2 separate regions of the Sus scrofa genome follow, and region 2 is linked to region 1. Evidence: chromatin contacts called from public Hi-C data. All regions are on one chromosome and are shown on one strand. Each heading gives the region's core, a stretch centred on a gene start, on an enhancer-like site or on the middle of the called end of the contact. The rest is flanking DNA. Distances are from core to core; before and after follow the strand shown.

Region 1 (4,769 bases), core at 922-3,421:
CCTTCAGTTCTCAGGATAACTGTTTTCTTTTGCACATCGACTCTTTCCTTCTCCTCCTCCACTTTGATAACTCTTCCTGCCCTTTTGAGCTCAGCATGAATCTCCTTCCATTGGGAAGCCTTTGTACCCTTAGGTACCCCCTCTGTGGGCCTCTCTCATCATAACTGCCTTCGTACTATGGATGAATTGTTCAGCTGTCTTTCTCCACTGGCAGTCATCTTGAGCTGTAATTAGTTTATCAGGTGAGTTTATCATCTCTGGGGCTTTGGAGGATAAGGAGAGACCTTTCACAGAACTGATGGCTTTTGATGGAGAACTATAGGCAGCAGAAGGGAAAAGTGCCCCAGTGGGGGTCTCTGGGCTTGATAGCAGGGGGGTAGCTTTCTGAGTAAGACCTAGGAGGAGAGGCTGGAAAGATGGAATGCAACAATGGAAAACTTGACTCGCTTGAAAATTTGTTCATGAGCCAGTCCTGAAATCAAATATGATCTCATCAAAGCTTTCCCTCTTGATCATAGCCATATATTCATGTGTGTGTGTGAGAATGTATGCGTGCGTGCGTGTGTGTGTGTGTGTGTGTATGTTTCAGACTACAAAGTGGTGTCATACAGGGTTTTGGCAGCCTTGTGTGTTAAGCACAACAGAGTCCCTCTCATTTATTAATGAGGAGGAGGCTAGGGTTTGAGGAGTGACCTTCCCAAGGCCTACAGCCTTGACCTACACCGCAGGCCTTCTGACGCACATGGCAGCTGGTCTGTTCCCTTTTCATGCCTTGAAGCTGAAAGGTCTTCAGATACCTCAGCGATGACTCTTTGCCTCCACCTCTTTTCTGAAAGAGTTCAACACACCTTACTGTCTGGAACTTTACCATGAAGGTTTGCAATGGTATTCAATGGTAGGATCATGCAGTTTTTTCGTTGTTGTTGTTGTTGTTGTTGTTGTTTTTAACCATGGGATAATATGGCAAAAACCCACCCTGAGAAAAGTGATGAAAAGTAGGAAATCAAGACCAAGGGAAGCGAATAAAACGGGGTTGTGATGATCATTGTACAACTATACATGTAATAAAATTCATTGAGTAATTAAAAAAATAAACCAACCCTAAAAAAATAAAGAATAAAAATATGCTTCACAAAAAAAAAAAAAAAAAAAAAAAGACCAAGGGAAGTGAGACCACAGACAGGCAAACCTCATGTATCCTCAAGATTGGAATATTGGATCTCACTGGGGGCCTTGACTTCCCCAACATTCAAAGAAAAAAAGGGAGATAGATTTAGTTGCCTGTTCGTGGGTCAAAGAATTCTTTGGGAAGCCTTTAGGTATCAGAGAATGCTTTTCAAGGAGCTTTAGCATTTATTCAGCAAATACCAGACACTGTGCTAAGTCGTGGGAGCAGAGGATGTGGCCCTCGTCTTTGTCCTGGTCTCCGTGAAAATTAGTCGGCAATTAGTAATATCCTTCCTGCCTCAGTTTACTGGGCAACCGGAGATGTTAAGTCAGAATATCCACACTCAAAAACCCAGACATGTGCCCTGCACAGTCATGGGAGCTCACACCTGGGAGTCTTCAGCAAGTAATTGAAAATAAGTTCTTTGGGGTTCTTTTCTTATACTCTTTTTGTCCTAAGCAGCAGTCTGGTCCCACCATTGCAGTGGGGAGAGGACAGCTTGACAGCTGCTGGCACAGCAAAGTGTAAGTCTTGCCGGCAGACTTTTCCCCTGAGTAAATGGGTCTTTCTCTGAGGGCAGATGCTGGCCTTCTTGATGACTCACTTCTGAGGGGCTCAGCCCCGCCAGGATTTGAAGAAAGGAAGAGGCCTGGCGCCAGGCCCAGCACTGGTGACATTGTGGCTTCTTGCCTGCCTTTTAGTCGTTGCCCCAGTGGGCACATCTGTGCCCGGAATTTGTCAGTTGGTGTCAAAAGACAATGAAGGTTTGTTGCCTGTATCCGAAGCGATGACTTCATGGTTCCTTTCGGGCAGAATAACAGTTAGGATGGAGGAGGTGGGGGATGAACGGAGTCAAAGGGGCGCATTACAAAGTTTGAGTTTCATAGTGGATAAAATCTAGAACGCTTCTTATCTGGGAAGCTGTAGAAGTCCAAAGCCTTAACCATGTTGGCAATAAGGACCCAAGTTTCCTCCCGTGTAGCTAATTTTAAAAGGAGTTATGAGTCTCCAAGTCATTGGGGCGACGTGCGTAGACTTATTTTCCTTTCCTGTGCTGAAAAGCATGATGTAGAACAGTGGCTTTTAAAATTTTTTGACAATGATCCATAGCAAGAAGTAAATTTTATATGGTGACTCGGAGCATACAAATGTACTGAAAAAGCTTTCATGGAAAATGCCACTGCACTGTGTAATACCCAAGGACAGTTCCTATTATATTTTATTTGTTAAGGTACTGCATTTGTAAAAATCCGCTTGTGCCCCAATACCTTGGCTTCACAACCCCTTAAGAGATATGACCTGCAGGGGGAAAATGTGCATGTGGAGCAAAGACCCAGGAGGTCTGGGCTCAATGCCTAGGTTTCCACCTTAGGTGCTGTGAGAGATTCGGAGCCTTAGTGAGTCGTTCAGCAAGGGCCACATTATGCTTTGGTAATAAACAACCCCCTTATTGCTTAAAACAATAAGATATTTGCCTCTCATCTAAATCCAGGGCTCTACTCGTTGTGCTGCCCAGAGACCCACGCTGATGGAGCCTCCTTGTCAACCCCCTTCCTTAGAGAGCAGCTCCAGCCATGAACCTGGGACAGTCATGGCACTGGGGTTGGTCTCGTGGGCATGTGCGCTGTAGAGTCACACAGGACCCCATGCACAGAGATCCTGTGTCACTGCTCGCATTCTTAATAGTTTTTGAAAAGGACGTCCCATGTTTTCATTTCGCGCCATGCCCCACATATTATGTAGCCAGTCTGTGTACAGTCTCTTTGAGCCTCCATTTTCTCATCTGCAAAATGGGTTAATAGTGCAGAACTCTTAAGAGGACCAAAAGAAGGAAGGCAAAAGGGATGTATGATGTATATGAAGATAACTGCTGGAGTTCCCGTCGTGGCTCAGTGGTTAACGAATACGACTAGGAACCATGAGGTTGCGGGTTCGATCCCTGGTCTTCCTCGGTGGGTTAAGGATCTGGCGTTGCCGTGAGCTGTGGTGCGGGTCGCAGACGCAGCTCGGATCCCATGTTGCTGTGGCTCTGGTGTAGGCGGGCGGCTACAGCTCCAATTCAACCCCCAGCCTGGGAACCTCCATATGCTGCGGGAGTGGCCCTAGAAAAGGTAAAAAGCCAAAAAAAAAAAAAAAAGAAAGAAAAAAAAAAGATAACTTGTTTTCAGCTCAATGACCTCATCCTCAGTGTGTAGAAAACTTCTACTTAAACTTGTCTTGTCGCCTTGAAGAGCTATCCTTCCTCGCATTGCTCTCCCCGCTTCCTTCCGCTGACCTGAGTTTTGTTCATTATTCAAGACTCCCCTCAAGTGCCTCCCTGGGTCCGTTTTCCATGGCTTCTCAGCACCTCTGCACCGTTCATTATGGGTCCTTCCTTTATGACCCTCTCGATTCAATTTCATCCTCTCCATCTGACTCCCCCACCCTAGCTCAGGAGCCCTCACTCTTTGCCTGGAGCATTTAGCAGCCTCCTAATTAGCTGTCCCTTCTCCTCTTAGTCTTTCCATTTCACCCTCCACAATGCCAGGGTCATGTTTTCCTTAATCTAAAGTTTCTTTTTGCTTTTCTTTTTCCCTTCTCTTCTCTTTTCCTTTTTCTCTTCTTTTCTTTTCTCTTTTTTATGCCGGCACCTGCTGCATACAGAGGTTCCCAGGCCAGGGATCAAATCCAAGCCACAGCAGCCATCTACACCACAGCCGCAGCAATGCTGGATCCTTAACCCGCTTTGCCAAGCGGCAACTCCTAAAATGCCTTGTCTATGATTTCCGTTTCCATAGGCAGAACACCTCAGGGGCTCCTGTCACACAAGAGCTGTAGGCCTTGGTCTTGCATTCAGCATCTGGCTCCAAGGCCCCCTTCCAGTCTGTGGTTCCTCTGTTTCCCTTGTGACCCCTGCCTCCCTGCTCCCCACACCATCTCTGGAATAGAGTTTGTTCTCCTGGCTTTGGTTCTTTACACGTTTTCTTCCTTCTGCTGAAGTGACCTGCCCCACAGCCTTCTCTGGGAAGAATTCAACCCACCTTTCACTGCTCGGCTGAAATCCAGTCTCCTCTCCAAAGACCTCCTGTGAGACTCCATCCTTCCTCTAAATTCCTATAGTGTTTCTTGGAATTTGACAATTCACCCAGTGTCCTGGTTGTATTTTCAGCTGGGTCTGTGTTCCAGAGAATAGGGACAATAATGAGGTATACCTATTGTGTCAGCCATACTCCAGGGAAGGCCCCTGGAATGAAGCCGTCCTGCAGAGATTGCTTGGGGCTTTTCCTGAACCCCTCAGCCAGTCTGAATCTCCCTTCCTGCTTTGGGCCCTCTTGGCACTGGATCCATCCCTCTAGCATAACACTCACCACTTTCCATTCTACTTACTTCTTGACAGGACTGGCTCCCCCGCTAGGCGTGTCTTAGTCATTAGTGTGGCACTAATGCCTCTCCCAGCGCTTGGTGCTCAGTCGGCACTCAGATAATGCATGGACAGATGGAAGGATAGAGACCCAGGTAGAAAGGGATGTTGCTGGCTACTGTGGATGTGTGTGGCGGGGAGTGTCTGCGTGCTGCATGCATCTCAAAATGTAAGATACATGGGGCTAACAGTTGATTTCCA
Region 2 (4,769 bases), core at 1,321-3,820, 190 kb after region 1:
TAGCGTGGGTGACAGAAAATAGCATGAAAAATAATTATACCGTATGATGAGTCATGACATGTTAAGCAAAATAAAATAAAGCGTCTGTATCCATCAGGAGAGGCTAGGTTATGGTGGAGTAGTCAACAACTCTGGAATCTCAAAGATTCTTTTACAAGCCTCAGGCCCATCATGGCCAAGAGAGGCCTCTGCTCCCACATTCTCACTGCCTTCCTCGCTCTAGTACCCAGACTGATGAAGCAGCTAATATTTGTAACACTGCTGCTAATCTTGGCATAAGGAAAGAAAAAGAGTTCTCCCCTTCCTGGGGGTCACCTGGATAATGCAATACACAGCCTGGAAGTGACACAGATTATTTCTGCACATAAACTGCACTGAACTGAACTGATTACTTGGATTGATCCAAAATGTGGAATCGGGAAGTACCGTCCAATCATGTATCTGGATTGAGGGGAAATCTATAAATCTGGCAAATGACAATAGGGCTGTTTAGGGCATAATAAAGAATTTGGCTTTTCCTATGAGTAAAATGAGATGCCATCAGAGGGTATGATCAGAAAAGTGAGTGAAGAATGAAATGGAACTTCACTGAGATCTTGGCTCAGCTATTTACAATGTGCATGGTGGGATACTGTCAACTAAGATAATAAAACCTACCTTATTGTGTTGAAGATTAACTTTTTATATATATACACACATACACACATATAATTATATAGAATATTTTTCTATACCTATGTTAGGTATAGAATATTCGGTTTGAAGATTAAATTATATATAATTATATATATATAAAATATTAGGTATAGAAAATTTTTCCATAAACAGTGATTGATTGAATTTTCTATGTACCTCTTTGTTTTATAAAATAAGCATTAATTTCACCAAAAACAACAAAGTATTTTCATCATTAAATTCACAAGGCCTAACAAGGTTTGCCCCACTTTACTCTCTTAATAGGTATGCATAATCTCCAAGGCTGGCCGAGAGTAGGTGCAAGATGCAGAGAACATCTGCTTATGTGTCCTTCTTAGAATTCATAGTTTATCAAAAAAAGTGGGGGGGCTGTCACCTTGAATATGAAAGGTCAGGATAGCAATTCGTAAGCCCCAGTTAATGATCAAGCTCCCCGGCTTCCCAGCTGCAGAGTCTGGTAGAGGCATGTTCTCTGTGACCCATGGCTTGAGGAACTGTTTTGGAATAGGATTAGCTGTCACCTTCTATTTCTGAGATAAGATATGACCTACCCATAGCTGACACATCTGTCAACCCCACAGAGTCTTTGTTCAAAGAGAAAGGTAGCAGCAGTTGCCATGCCTAGAAATAGAATTACAAGAATCCTGAAAAGCTTGCTCTGAGTGTGTGTCATCAGTATATGCATAGAGGTGCCACGGTCCAGGGTCAACCTTAAGGTACAACGGAGGAGTTAGGGATGCTTGCTGTGCTCCTCTGCATGTGTCTCCTCTCACTGCATGGTCTCTTTCCCACATCCCTGCCATCTTGGTCAAGCAGTAATGCTAACTTTGGCTCACCCAGTCAGCTCCTTTCCCTCGTCCCATCCTTGTCTTTTCTCTAAAGGTACTCATCTTTTACGCCACTGAGCACATTCAGCCAGTAGCTGTGAACATAGAGACCAGAATATCATAGCTATGATGAACACCCATTTTGATTTGCTCAGGACAGTCATGGCTTTTGCCTAGGGCATCACCTGAGACTGGGCTTAACCTGTTTGGGAGCTCATTCTTGCCTTGGGAGCTGAACTTTGTATTAGAGACATGCCTCGGGGGAGAGACATCAAATTATGGTCCTTAATTCCTATGGGTTCAAATACTTTGGAAACCATCTCGATAATGCTGATTTCTGGGTCTTATCTTGGACCTGTCTAACTAAGCTGATTGGAAATGGGATCTGAAGATGTAAAAGCTCACAGATTTTTTCAATCCTCATGAATGTTTAGAAACCACTAGGTTAGTGGCTGTTTGAACAGATCAGTGCAATGAAAGAACATACATATTATCAAGACCCAATAAGGGTGGCCGCCACTATCTTCATCTGATCATTGAGAAAACAGAATCAGAGGAGTTACAATTAGAAGAAGACCCAAAATATTTGGTTACAAAAGAGGGAGATAATTGTTCTTTGCCATCTTACAAGGGAGTGGCAGTGAAGTGCCTGCCCAGATTCATGTCTCCTTGAAGCAGGAGGGCCTTTCCATAGCTTGGGGAAAATAAAACGATTTAGGCTGAAACACTTATTTTGATCCGTTGGCGAACATTTTTCTTAAAAGTCTGGAAAAAAAAAACCCGTACAATCAAGCATAAAATGATCCTATCACCTTGAGTGAACCCCTTGAGATCCTGCTGCCTCTGACTGTATCTAGAAAGTCAGGGGAATTTTCCAGGGCAAAAGTGACTCTTGCCTGAAGTTTGTGTTTCTATTCATGTTAAAGGAATTGGAAAAAAGCTTAGATTTTTGGGAAATAGTAACTCATGGGTTACCAAGCAGATGGCAATTTCCCCTCTGCATCTTGTCTAAAAACACGCATTGAGTGTGTCACAAGCAGAGCCCAGCCTGGGTACAGCTCTATTACTCAGTCTGAAAGCATTTGCTTCTGAATTTCTCATGTCGGCAAGGATATAAATACAGACCTTAGAACGTTTGTAGTGAGGTGGTTTTGGAAACCTGCAGGGGTAGCAGTATCAGTACAGAATCTGGAGAAAGAACATTTGTTTTGGAATAGGTTTGATTTATAGAAGGAGCACTTTGATCCCTTCCTTTGGAAGCACAATTTTCCTCTGACCAGTTCGTTTTTGGCCATTGCCCATAAGGCAATCATTCATTTACTCCTTATTCAACCAACAGAGAGCAAGAGTGCTGATTTAGAGCAAAGACAGTCAAACTCTAATGGGCATACACATCACATCAGGACCTAGTTAAAATGTGGATAGTGGCAGTTCCCATTATGGCTCAGTGGTGACAAACCCGACTAGGATCCATGAGGATGTGGGTTTGATTCCTGACCATGCTCAGTGGGTTAAAGATCTAGGGTTGTTGCTGTGAGCTGTGATGTAGGTCACAGATGCGGCTTGGATCCTGGTTGCCATGGCTGTGGTGAAGGCCGGCAGCTGCAGCTCCAGTTTGAGCCCTAGCCTGGGAACCTCCATATGCCACAGGTGTGGCCCTAAAAAGCAAAAAATAACAAATAATTTTTAAAAATGCAGATAGTGATTCAAGAGGCCTGAGACACTGCATTTCTAACCAGTTCCCAGGTGATGTGATGTCAGCTGGTCAGTGGGCCACACTGAGTAACCAGGGCACGCATGGTCTTTTACCCAAGCTTTCTCATCCAAGCTTTACCACTCACTAGCTATAAGAATGGGAACGTTTACTGAACTTCCAAATCTCCATTTCCTCATTTTAAACACTTGCATGTAATACCTACAGATAATGAGAATACCTGACATACAGGCTATAGCAAGGACATTACTACAGTAATGCAGGCAAAGTGCTAAAATAACTTCTTTTGTTTATTTATTTATTTTTTCCATGGCATGTGGAAGTTCCCAGGCTCGGGGTTGAATTGGAGCAGCAGCCACAGCCACAGCCATGCAGGATCCGAGCCGTGTCTGCGACCTACACCATGGCTCATGGCACGCCAGATCCTTAACCCACTGAGCGAGGCCAGGGATCGAACCCACATCTTCATGGTTCCTAGTCGGGTTCATTAACCACTGAGCCATGAAAGGAACTTCCGATTTCTTATAACATCATCTTGTATCAGTTAATGTGTTCTATCATTATAACCAGGCATTTATTGTTTGCCTAGCACATACTAGGGCTCTGGGAAGAGAAATAGAAGATGTGATTCTTATCTCCTGGGACTGAATAGCCTGGTAGGTAAAGCAGATAGGCAATGTACAGATATATTCATCTCCAGTAAGTTAGCAGATGGACCAGGTTAGCAGATGCTGTGATGGCAGAATTACTTGTCAGGGAGTCAGGAAGCCTGGGTCCCTTTTTCCTTTGTCATAAGGATTTTGCACAAGTTCCTTTCCTTCTCTAGATTGCCCTCTCCCCATTCACTACAGAACAATTATACTAGACCACACAGTCCCACATCCCATGTCATGACATGCTAACTTTATGATCCACGGTCAAGTTTCTTATACTCCCAGAACTTATCTTCCTTATTCACAAAGTCGAAACTATAAAATGGCAGTTGTGAGGATTAAATAGATTAGTATAAATTACTCCGATAATTATCTTGCTTCCTTGAACCCTCAATAAGTGCCACTGCCATCATTATCAATCATCAGCAGCAGCATCCTTTACTGACTTTTTTCTTACTCTTTCTTACTAGCTCCCTGACTTAGCCAAGCCATATGAGCCACTACACAGGGCTTTCTGAAACTGCTCAACTGGATACTGTATTTTTTTGGTGGTGGGGGTGCTTTTTGTCTTTTTAGGGCTGCACCTGCGGCCTATGGAGGGTCCCAGGCTAGGGGTCTAGTCGGGGCTGTAGCTGCTGGCCTATACCACAGCCATAGCAACGCAGGATCCCAAGGTGTGTCTGTGACCTACACCACAGCTCACGGCAAGGCTGGATCCTTAACCTTCTGAGGGAGGCCAGGGATTGAACCCATGTCCTCATGGATGCTACTCGGGTTGGCTAACCACTGAGCCACAATGGGAACTCCTGTTTTTCAATTTTATTTAGACTGGTTCATAAAACTAATCAATTCCTTAAACTGGAGGTAAGCAAAAAAAAA

Evidence for each region. Hi-C and Micro-C count contacts between places; a contact is called where the count stands out from the background.
Region 2: a contact with region 1 is called in a Hi-C map of embryonic fibroblasts, with 1.5 times the contacts expected there. The contact joins two enhancer-like sites. A contact is called at or near these places in 2 of 47 Hi-C or Micro-C datasets (embryonic fibroblasts and fibroblasts).

Annotation. Positions count from the first base shown.
Region 1 is chr1:255,674,915-255,679,683 of Sscrofa11.1, forward strand. No RefSeq gene overlaps it. Among named protein-coding and RNA genes, the nearest start is that of TNC, 47 kb to the left of the region's middle. Within about 2 kb of position 2,172, at least 12 of the 83 cell types and tissues checked have an H3K27ac peak or open chromatin away from gene starts, as enhancers often do. A contact at or near this core is called in embryonic fibroblasts, where this site is marked.
Region 2 is chr1:255,866,746-255,871,514 of Sscrofa11.1, forward strand. The region is part of intron 4 of LOC102161373 (a long non-coding RNA gene); the gene reads left to right. Among named protein-coding and RNA genes, the nearest start is that of TNC, 240 kb to the left of the region's middle. Within about 2 kb of position 2,571, at least 7 of the 83 cell types and tissues checked have an H3K27ac peak or open chromatin away from gene starts, as enhancers often do. A contact at or near this core is called in embryonic fibroblasts, where this site is marked.